Linked DNA regions of Sus scrofa: region 1 is linked to region 2. Evidence: chromatin contacts called from public HiChIP or PLAC-seq data. All regions are on one chromosome and are shown on one strand. Each heading gives the region's core, a stretch centred on a gene start, on an enhancer-like site or on the middle of the called end of the contact. The rest is flanking DNA. Distances are from core to core; before and after follow the strand shown.

The links. HiChIP or PLAC-seq counts read pairs in DNA pulled down with a chosen protein or histone mark.
Region 1: an H3K27ac HiChIP or PLAC-seq map of alveolar macrophages shows a contact between it and region 2. The contact joins the promoter of STOM here to the promoter of TRAF1 in region 2. A contact is called at or near these places in 1 of 47 Hi-C or Micro-C datasets (heart right ventricle) and 1 of 2 datasets of contacts at active chromatin or transcription factors (alveolar macrophages).

Annotation. Positions count from the first base shown.
Region 1 is chr1:261,403,309-261,409,139 of Sscrofa11.1, forward strand. It overlaps STOM (erythrocyte band 7 integral membrane protein), which reads right to left and starts at 4,405. Exons shown (of 7, transcript XM_021068281.1): 1 at 4,221-4,405. The coding sequence starts at 4,281. It also overlaps the pseudogene LOC110259667.
Region 2 is chr1:260,969,977-260,975,841 of Sscrofa11.1, forward strand. TRAF1 (TNF receptor-associated factor 1) reads right to left here and starts at 4,002. Exons shown (of 9, transcript XM_021068189.1): 1 at 3,922-4,002; 2 at 978-1,160; 3 at 408-813. The coding sequence starts at 547.

The DNA of each region.
Region 1 (5,831 bases), core at 3,155-5,654, 430 kb after region 2:
GGCTGCACCTGTGGTATATGAAAGTTCCCAGGTTAGGGGGTCCAATTGGAGCTGCAGCTACTGGCCTACACCACAGCCACAGCAGTAGCAGATCTGAGCCAATTCCTTAACCCACTGAGTGAGGCCAGGGATCAAACCCACATCCTCATAGACACTAATTGGGTTCATTACCACTGAGTCACAAGAATATCCCATGGCCTGTCTTTCATATCACTTTTTGTCCATAAATTTTAATTTCCTGTAATAATTACTAGGCTTCCTGAATAGTTATTGTTAACTGTTTTTATTCTTTGTTTTCCTCATTAAATAATATCTTAGTAATTTCCACTTTAAAGTTTCATAAGTACCTTTGCATAAATGTTCTCATTTGATAACTCAAACCTTGGAAGACTGATACCTCAGTTAGATTATGCTCAATAGTTAGACAAGGAAGTGACTCTGGAGACTGAGACACTTTCCCAAGGTGACCCATGTGGTAAGGGATGCTGCTGGGGTCTCAATTCAGGTCTCCAAGTTCTAAATTCCAGTCTCATTTTGCTATCCTCTACCATCTTACCATCAGTGCACATCCACAACTAGGCAAGGTTGGTATGTAACTTTCATTGTCTTATATTTTAGGACAGACACGTTAGGTTATTGCTCCCATCCCCAAGGCGAATCTGCTGAAATATCAGGCTAAATGCTTGGGGTACAGGTGTCTTTACTAGTCTTACAATATAGGCGAAGGTTCAAAAAGAATGGAGAAACAATGTGTGTGTCAACAGGGAACTGACACACACTTCCTTCTTTCTATTGACGGTGACCTCTCTTTCCACCCTTTAATAAAAAGAAGGAGATTCCTTATTAAGTACAATATATTATCATGACAATTATAACCCCTTTATTGATAATATAAGCCCAAACAGGCTATCTGTAATGAGGAAATGATGTTCACACCCTAAAATCAATAGTGTGGATAATAACAAACTGAATAAAATAAATTATAAACAGCAAAAATGTCTTCACCAACGCTGTAACAATGTAATAATGTAAATAGCTTGAGTCACTCCTTTTTATTTCAACAAACATTTTTGCAAACCTACTATGCACTTGACCTTGAGCTTATTACATGAGGAAGGATACATTCTCTGCTTTCCAAAGCTCTCCTGGTCTAACAAAGGTGATTATAATTGACAATATTGTGTCATAAACATTATGATAGAGGTAGACATAGGATGCCAGGTAGACAAGGGGGAAGTGATCCCTTTTTCCAGTTACAACAGTTTTCAGGAAAACATTTTTCCACGCCTTCTTAAAAAACAGACTTTGAATCCAATCTTTATCACATTAACAACATCTAAAGTTTTTTTCTTCAGAGCTGACCAGGTGATCAGCGACTCTGTCTTTTTAGCCTATTTAATTATAAAAAACATATAAATGCCAACTTTTGTAGACTTAGTTTTCTGTCATTTGAGTTAATTTATGACCTTGACGGTTCAACTCAGATTAATTATTAAATAAGTTACAAAATTCTCCCCAATCGGATCATGTGTAACAACTGAAATAAACAAATCAGTCCCTTGATTCTGCTTACTTTCAGGCATTCTCCCAAAGAGATTTATTCTGTTGACATGGCTCTTAATTATAATCGTACATTTCTTTGCAATCCACCTGCATTATTTCATTACAAATCGAATGCATTGGCTTTAAGAAAAACTAGTCCTTAAAAAAGACAAAAAGACAAAAAAAAAAAAAGAAAAAGAAAAACTAGTCCTGCCCTTGCTTTGGTCCTATTACACTATTACATTCCTAAGACTAACTGTCAGGAAAATCATAAAGGGACAGTTTGGGCATTTTTTTTTTTTTTAGATTCCATTGCTTCTCTCAGAAGCAGCCCCCTGGAGCTGTCATATCCAAGAGATCTCAATGAAAGCGAAGTTCCTTTGGGCTTTGCTGTCTCTCATTTTCAGTGAAGTACTGATGTCTGACAAGTTCCTCCTTTTGGGTATGCACTTTGGAGGTAGCTCTAGGATAGGGAAAATGATTTGGAATATCAGCCCAAGGTTGAACCTAGTTCACAGGTGTGGGTGATTTTTCCACTCTGAACCTCAGTTTCCTCGCTGTAAAATGTCAGCTAATGACATCCTCCTTGTGGAACTGTTAGAGGATTGCATTAGATAACGCTTATAAAGCTTTCAGGCATTTGACAAGCACTTGATAAATTCTATTTAATAAATTCTAGTAATGGATTTCCTACCAGATCTTTAAGGCTTACGTTTTGAAAAAGGGTGACAGGGAGGTCCCCTTGTGGCTCAGCAGTAACGAACCCGATTAGTGTCCACGAGGATGCGGGTTCAATCCCTGGCCCTGCTCAATGTGTTAAAGGATCTGGCAGTGCTGAGAGCTGTAGTGTAGGTCACAGATGCAGCTTGGATCCTGCACTGCTGTGGCTGTGGCATAGACCAGAGCTGCAGCTCTGATTAACTTCCACATACCACAGGTGCAGCCATAAAAAGCAAAATAAAGAAATAATTAAAGAAAAATGAAAAAAGGTGACATAGACCAAGCAAAATTGTGTTTGTATGTATGATTTTCAGAGGAGAGGGTGCATAGCTTTCATCAGATTCTTAAAAGATTTCTGTCTAAAAATTAGTGAAGTGTAGAACCAAGAAAAAGAACTTGGGAGTGAAAGTTGGTCTGTAACCATGAAAAACAACTAACATTAAGTACAAAGATCATGCTTATTCCAAAAGAACTACAGGTTGCAGATTTCCCACTGCAGTTTCACCAAACTTCTAACCTTGTTCCCATAGCCCTTTAGTCTCCCTCCAGGTCAGGGCACAGAGGAAAGGATCCTGCCACCTCCCTTTCTAGGAAATGACAACTATCAAAGAGGCAGACTGCACAATTTTTATATGGGCAAACTCAGACTTAAAGTAGGGCTCCATTCCTTAGAAATTTGTGACTTCAAAACATCCTCCCTGTTACATTCCCCTGCTTTGGGAAGATAACTCTCCAATGTACTTAGCAGAGACAAGTGAGGGATTAAGATTTTTTATAATTCCTTTGATGTTCCTGAAGGAACTAAAGACAAAGATTGCTGGTGAAGGGAAACTGGGAAAGACAGGATCAGTGGACAAGGCTGGAATTACAAAATAATCAGAATAGATGCGGCCAGCACAGTGTTCTTTGTGCGGTGCTGTAAAAGCCCACCCAGTCCTTTAAATTTCTTTCACTATATCATTCCATCTGAAATTCCATCCTTAGAAATAATTCCTTTGGACCTCTAAGCGCCTCTGGGAGGAACCGGTACCCAGAGGGGTTTACTGCCTCTCTTTATGAAACCCTCCCTCCTCCCCAAGGAGTTAGCCATAAAGGTTCAAGGTGATACCCCTCTCAAGGGTACTAGTTCCTTCACATGGGAACACACTGAGCCACTCACACGATTTCTGCCTTCAAGATCGGGAAGGCCCTGATAGGGTAGGGAACTTGTGCTTTGTGAGGAACAAAAGCCCTGAAGGCGAGGTTCCTAGGACAAAGGAAGTAAAGGGGGCAGAAAGTGAAGCTGCTAAGAGATATGGGAAGAATGCCAAACAGAGACTTTCTTCTTTTTTCTGCAAATATGTCAGGCACTTGTGGAGAAACCATACAGGTCTGTCTTGCGGCTAATAGGAAATTGGCCAGGGTGGGGAGCAGGAATTCTTTCCAGTTCAGGCGGAGGGAGGCTCACTCGGGGTGGGCGAAGGCGGGGTGGTGGAGCTGGCCTCCGAGGAAGAGGGAAGGGAAAAGCAGGCCCTGGGTGTGGCGTGCGCCTTTGGATCGCGGCTGCATCACTCGCTGGCCTCCAGTCTCTCTTGCATTTCCACATCCGCGTGCGTGCCACGAGATAATGAGCAGAAAGCGCTGGCACAGGGCCTGGCATCTGGCAGCCGCTGGATAACGCAAGCCCCTGCTCTGGCTATGAACATCGGAGACGCGCCCTCTGTTGGCGCTTCCACTCAGTGCCGAGCACCGGGTGTGCACTCTGCACCTTAACATTCCTAAACCTAACTCCCAGCCCGAGAAGCAGGGCTCGTCATCCTCAGCGCACAAGTGGGGAAACCGCGGCTTTGGGCAGCGGTCGCTTGTCTAAGAAACATTGGACACAGTCCTGGAACCTCTGGGCTGGGGCTAGTTTCCGAGGGGAGGGTTAAGGGGTGGGCGGGAGACCCCAAGGGCCTCGTCAGGGGCACGGGGCTCACCCTTGAAGGAGTCGGGGAGCCGCCGAGCTTGGGCGTCCGCTGCTGGCCGCTTGTCAGACATGCTGCCCGAACCAGAGTAGCTACTCTTGCGTCGCAGTCACCAGGTCCGGGGCTGGAGAAGGAGCTGAGAGGAATGCCCCGCGAAGACTCAGGATCTCGAGACCCAGGCAGCGGTCCCGCCCCCTCCCTGAGGCCGGGCCAATCGACGCCCAGGACCAAGGAGGACACGCCCCCACCCTCCACCGCCCTCCCCTCCGGTGCAGCCGCTTCTGGGGCGCTTCCCTCAAGTCCCCGGGCTGGGGGGCGTGGCCTGAGGGGCGAGGCGCCCCGAAAGAGGGGATCCGGACTCTGGCAGCACCGGAAGGGAGAGAAGGCACCGGAAGGGAGAGGCAGAAGCCGTGGAGCCGGGGGGGCGGCTGCTGAAGAGAGAGGGGAGGGGAAGTTGAGTGATGGCCTGAGAAAAGGCTACGAAAAAGAAAAAGGCGCCCTTCTGGGCAGAAGACTTAGAGGAAAATGGTGCCCTCATTGGGCGAGGTGGGGTCCGAATGAGGGGAGGAGGCCGAGGGGCACCCGTGTGCCAAAGTGAGGGGGACGAGGCCCGCCCTGACCTGAGAGGACCGATGGTGTGAGGGGAAGAAACCGTGCCACCACCCTCGAGCCTAAGGGAATGAATTCGAGTGAGGTGCGTTTATTCAAATACAATCCTTTCTGAGCTCCTGCCATCACCGAGCAGCGTGCTCATTGCTGGGTGTAGAGCGGGCCCGCCCCCGTGGCATTGACACAGGTAACCAGCAAGCAAACAAGCCAAATCGTCACGTGGGGAAGATCTCGAGGAAGGGCGCAGGGGACTCAGGATAGCCGAAGGCAGCTGCATTAGTTACGGGGACAAGGAAAGACCTCTGTAAGGCGGTGGCATTGACCTGTGACCTCAACGATGAAAAGGAGCCGGCCTTGGGAAGGGGGACAGGCGGGACACGGGAGGTCAGAAAGGGAATTCCAGGAGGAGGGAAAAGCACAGGCAAGGGTATCCCCGACCTCAAGCTTTGCGTTAGGTGGTGACTGAAACTTCACATTTGAAAACCAGGCTCTGTTGTATTCTCCATGACTTGTCCTAATGCAAACCGTCCAAAGCAGGGTGATGTGCACCAGCAGGTGCACTTGTAAAACCATTTTATTTTGAAATAAATACAGATTCACAGGAAGTTGCAAAGACAGTACGGAGAGGTTATGTGTACCCGCTACCCAGTTTCCCCCAATGGTTATGTCTTACTTAACTGTAATATCAAAGCCAGGAAGTTGAGAGTGGCACAAGTGTACACATAGTTCTATGCCATATTGTCTCATGCATAGATTCGTATAACCACCACTGCAGTCAAGATAACAGCACTGTTCCATCACCACCAAGATCTCCCTTTGGCTGTGTAATACCCAACCCTGTGGTGTTTACATAATTGAAATGGTAGGGTTTCTCTGTAGTTGTAGCTCTGCCTTGTGGTTGTCAGGGTAGAAAGTGGAGCACCCACAATTGTAACAGGTGTTAGGGAGTGGCTGATCGCCTTTGCTTTGGGGTGTAGACTCTAGCATGTGATACTAGCCTGGTGCAGAGCTCTC
Region 2 (5,865 bases), core at 2,752-5,251:
ATTCACTATTACAAGAATTTTTTTGGCATCGATTGGGCCTTGGCACAATCCTGGGAGTTAGAAAATCACTTTATGGGCACTTTGTGGCCAAGGAAGCTGAGTCTTCAAGATGTCAAGGCAATTTGCACAGGCCACACAGTAAGTGAGTGGCCCAGCTGGGCCCAGAAGCTCTCCCTCCACCCTGCACAGCCTTCTGCTGAGGGAGCTGTTTTTCTGAGGCTACTCCTCCTTCTACCACTAGTCAGATGGGGCAGTGTCAGGGACCATGGGGAACAGGTGTGGAATCTGAGGCCAGAGAGGTGAGGTCACCTGCTTGAAGCCATGGTTCCTCTCTCACCCTTGCCTCCCATCAGGTATCCCTCCCGACACCTCCTCCCCTCACCCCCCTTGCTCCTCCAACCTCTCACCTCACGTTCTCGGGGAGACAGACGGTGCAGCAGAGGGGCTTGGGCTCTGCTGGGTTCTGGCAGATGGTGGGGGGGCACCCAAAGGGGAATTCGTTCTCATCAGGGGCCGGGCGGGGGCTGCTGGCTGAGCCAGAGGCCATCTCAGGGTCCCACGCTGGCCAGGGGAGGGGCCTGTCCGAGCTCCTCTGGGGAAGGGACCAGCCCCGTGGAGTCTGTGCTGAGAGAAGAGGTGAGTTCTGGCCGGGCCACCCTCTCTGATGAGGAGTCTGATGACTTTATCTTCTTGCTGTCTTGTGTGGTTCAACGTCACAGCTGAGTCACAGCAGAGAAGGGACAGGAATTACCCTTCATGGTGAAAAAAATCCCCTGGATGGTGACTGCAGGCTCTAGGAGTGTCCAGTTCATTCTTTTGAGCGTGAGGGAGGAGGAGAGCAAGTCAGAGAGAAAAAAGAACTGTGTCATGGACTTTTCAGGAACCGCAGTCAGAGTTCCCCCGTCGCAGGACCCCAGGCTGCTGCTAGCTTCCTCCCCAAGGGACAGGGGCAGAGAGAGCCACAGCCGGTGACTTGCCTGTGTTCCCTGGGACCTCCCAGCAGCCTAGGATTCTCGGTGGGGGTGGTCACTGCCCTCGTGGAAATCCCCAGGATTCTGGAGGCAGGTCCAAAAAGGCAAGTTCCGGGCGCATTAGCTCTGTCCTGTCCAGAATGTCTCAGGTAAAAGGCACTTCCTCACAGCAGGTCTCAGTGACCCCATCTGCAAAAACAGGAATTGCAACAGGGTGTCTCCAAGTCTTCTCTGGGCCCAAGTCTCATGGCCAAGGCAACCAGAGGCGGCAGCAGGCCTCTGATGACCCAGCCCTGCTGGTGGCAGTCAACAACAGCATGAGGACTACACCCGGCCCTTTCCTCCTTTGAAGTCCAAGACCTCAGGAACAGGGACTGCTCACAGCCCTCCCCCTAGGCCCCACTCAGGAAGTCATAGGTGGCCACAGACTCGGGTCAGGCGCCACCACTTCCCGGCCCTGAAGAGAACAAAGATCTAAGCAAATACAAGGTCACGGGGAGTTGGTCTCAGCAGCCAAGAGGGATGCAGATCCAGAGCTGTATGGCAGAACCAAGGCTCCTGGCACACCCACTGTGCGCTTGGCAACTTTTCCCTTCTAATTTCTTAGAGCACCCTGCTGGGAATTCCACAGGCACATACAGGCACAGAGAAGCAAGATGCCTGGTCCAGAGCCCCTCAACTCCTAGTTGTACAGCACAATTAGCACCAGGTCCTTTGGATTCCAAGCCCTGTGCCCTTCCTCCTCATCAAGACATGTGAAAGCAAGGTGGTTGGGTGGAGCCTACACGGCCAAGGATGGAAAAGATGTTCTTTCCACATCGATCCTGCTAGGCTGCTCCTAGAGGTTTTGCAAACCTTTACAGCAGCTTCAAATCACAGGCTCTGAGGTCTGACAGATCTGAGTTGGGATCCTGAGTCCATCACTTACTAGCCGTGGGTCCTGGGACAAGGTCAGTGGCTTCTCTGAACCTCAGTTTCTGCATCTGTAAAATGGGGATAATGTCAGTTCTTACTTCACCCGACTCTTGGGATGACTAAATGAGATCATGGGTGAAAGCGTGGCATGGTGCATGGCCCAAGGGAAATATTCAAAAAGCTTTGCTGTTGATGATGGCCAGAGCCCTCCCAGCTCCTCAAGATCAGGAAAAAAAAGATTAAAATGGTAAATTATTTTTTATTTTTATTTATTTTTTGTCTCTTTGCCATTTCTTGGGCCGCTCCTGCGGCACATGGAGGTTCCCAGGCTAGGGGTCTAATCGGAGCTGCAGCTGCCAGCCTACGCCAGAGCCAGAGAAACACAGGATCCGAGCTGTGTCTGCAACCTACACCACAGCTCACGGCAACGCCGGATCGTTAACCCACTGAGCAAGGGCAGGGACCGAACCCGCAACCTCATGGTTCCTAGTCGGATTCGTTAACCACTGCGCCACGACAGGAACTCCAAAATGGTAACTTATGCTTATACAGTGTTTTCACATTCATCAACTTTAGTTGAGCCTCGCAAGTGGGCAAGGCAGGTCAGACCCCCATAAACTCAACTGCTCACCTTCCCTGGAGAAGGCAGGGGATGCTGGCAAAGACGGCACAGCACCTACCCTACCACTGCAGTGGAAATCTGGACCTCCGCCCTCTCCTGGGCCAGCCCTGGTCTGGCTCTGTCTCAGGAGATGACTTTGAGGCTTACTTCAGAGAAAAGAAGAGCAGAAAGCCACTCCCTTAACTGCATCCCCCAAATCTGCAAACTTCCCTGCATCCCCACCTGTTCCCTCTTTTCCTTGGTTTGGCACTGAAAGGCACTTATCTCTCCATCCAAGTTCTGGGTCCCTTCCTTTCTGCTCCCTTTTCTCTGCTCTCTGTCTTCAATGCCTCCCAGCTCCTTCCTATCAGCATCAGAATATGCCTAAGCTGCTCTAATAATTAAAAGTGAAAAGTAATAGGTACTTCTCAGCACTGTGTTAAGTGCTATTACAGACACCATCTCATCTAGTCTTCACCTGAACCCTGTGAGGCAGGCATTGTCATCTTCACCCCCAATTTACAGACAAGGGAACTGAGGCGCAAAGAGGGTCAGTGGCTTGCCCAAGGGCTCAAAGATAGGACTCTGGAATCCTGAGCCTACGTTCTAACCACATATCAGCTTTAAAACCCTCTTCACTCTCACTCCACATTCCTCTCCAGCATCCTCACACTCTCCTCCCTTTAACAAAACTTCTAGAAAATACTGTCTAAAAGGCGCTCTGCGTCCTCACTCCAATCTCCACAGAATCATCTCCCCAAGTTTCTCAATGTGAAGGCTGCCAAATGCCCAGGGTTTGTCCCAGGTTCTAGTCAACCAGCCCTGTGGCCTGCACCTGATGCGCCACCTGGCACCTTTCCATTTCTCTACTTTTCTGTGGCTTTCTGCACCCTTCCGTGCTCCCTGCCCCTATTTCTCCCGCTGCTCCTCCTAGTCGCCTTGACCCTTTACTACTCTGAACTCCATCCACCCCATCTTCCCGAGAGTCCCCTTGGGCCGTCCCAGGTAGGGTTGGTCTCCCGGCTTTTTGATCCCACTGCGTCCGAAGGCAGCTGGAGCACATTCCCCCGCCGCCCGGCGTGGTAATGCCGGGCGGCCTGTCCGTGTTGCCCAGCCCCGTTTGTGCGCTCTCCGGAGGGCAGGTGACAGTCGTCTCGCCACATCTCAAGAAGCGTGCCGAGCGCGGGGAGCAGAGCAGCCCGTGTCTATTCAAGGATGAGAGACTCCAGCGCTGCCCCAGGAACCTGCAAGAAGGGCGGGGGCAGCGAGTCGGTGTCCCGGCGTCGCGCGGGGAGGTCTGCATTTGGGGAGCCCCCGCCCCAGCGACCTGGAACCCGGCTGCCGGCGGCGGGGAGCGCGGGGGCGGGGGGCGGAGCCCTCCGCAGTCCGCGGGCGGGTGAGGGCGGGTGAGGGGCGGGGTGCAGTGCAACCAACCTCTGCGCTGCCGCCGCCGCCGCCGCCGCCGCCGCCGCCACCAGCTCCCCGCGGCCGGCGGGAGCTTCCGGTGGAGAGGGTACTTGGCCCGGCGGCGGAAGCAGGGGAGGGCAGGCCCCGGGCGGGTTCCTATAGCCTGAGCCGCCTCCCGAGGCCGCCCTGGGGGCGGGGCGAGCGCACCCAGATCGGGAAACTGAGGCCCGGCTCCGCGGCGTCGCAGGCTTTGGTTTTCCACTGAAAAGGCATTTTTCCGTTCCCCTCCTCCCCGCGCGTGTTTCTAGCACATGTGTGGGATTCGGTAAAGTGTTCGCAGAATAAACGAATTCAGACCTGGGACTTGAGCCCCCACCCCTGACCTCTGCCTGCCTGCAATCCCGCGTATGGTGGGCGGAGCAGTAGCAAAACCCGAGTCTCAGCCCTCTTGGATTCGGGCAAAGATCCTACACGGGCTCGTTCAAGCTCTTTGGAGCAATCAGCAAGGAGATGTGCAAGGCAATTCCGAAGGCACAGAGCTTATGCAAAACTGGATGTTTTCAGGAGCCATTTCTGGTTTTTGTTTAAACACACACAGAGCCGCTTATTCCCTATGAATTTTGTGTATATCAACCAAAATAGTTACAGAACTTAGTGTTGGGGTAGCATTTTTGTTTAAAAGATACAAACAACCTTTATTTTTGCGAATCTGACAAAGGCCTTTTCTCCATCAAAGCCTAATATCTGCAGGAGTGTTGGGTGAGGAAGGAATGATTTTGTTTTGTTTTAGTTATTAGAGGCACCCATTACATTCTTTATGTATGAGGGGTTTTATTTTGTTTTGTTTTGTTTTAGTCTTGACATCCAACTTGAGTTGGAAAAAGTGTTTTTTTCTCCTTTGGTTTTGTTTGTTTTTAACCTGGGATGTATTTAAGTCTTACACCTACCCAGGGCAGAACGCCCAGCTTCTGAATGAGAAGGTGATGCTACAGGACGGAGTTCTGCTGGAGAAAGGAGGGCCTCTGGTGGTACCTGGAGCCACCTGCCTGCAGTCAAGCAGTGGGTCCCAGGGGCCTCCAAGAGAAGCAGTCACGTGAGACATTGACCAGAGGTGGCCTCTGTGGTCACCTTCAATTCTAAGAGGAAAGAATTTAGAGCTTCGAGTCTCTGATTAAAAAGTCATTGATTCTCAGTCCAATCCTTGAAGGATTTGGGACCTCTAAAAGCCATTCTCTGGTCCCACCTCTCTCCCACACACCCCTTCCTCTCCTCTCCAAGCCAGTGTTAAGTGAACAGGCAACCTGACCTTAACTCTCTTCATGTGCCACATCCTGTTTTCAGATTAATGAGCTCACTTGGTGGAAATTTACCAAAGGAAATAGTTTAATTTTGGAAAGTACCAAAAACTTATCTGTAGTCACTGGGCTTATTTTGGGGGGCTCTTGAAATAGAGGGGGCATCACCAGGGGACCTCTGAGCACTCAGGGAGTGACAAGGCTGCAGAAAATGAAAGCTGAGCCCAATGAGTCTGAACCTGACTCAGAAAGGAATCGAAACTCTTTGGGGACACTCATCTCTACCCAGTAGAAAAAAATTTTTTTTTCCAAAAATAAGTTTAAGAAGAAAATTAGTCCATTTGGCTGAGGCCTAAGATCTTGTGGTATGAACCTGAAGAACCATGATTGAGGAACAAGAAAGCACACACAGGGAAGTAGGGGATGTTTGAGCCTGAGCCGTCCCTCTCAGATCCGTATCTGCTCTGGGGAACTAGCTGTTCTAAGAGGCACCAAAAGGGTTTCATTCTCTACTTTTGCCCCAGTCCTTCAGCTGTCAGGCTCTTGACATTGATGTTGCCTGTTAGCCTTATGCCTCTTGAGTTTGTGGTTCCTGGAAGGAGCTAAGGACTGAATGGCTATGAAGACTCTAGAGAATTAAAGTTTTATAAGCTGTTCTGCTCTGAAGATGGTAGAG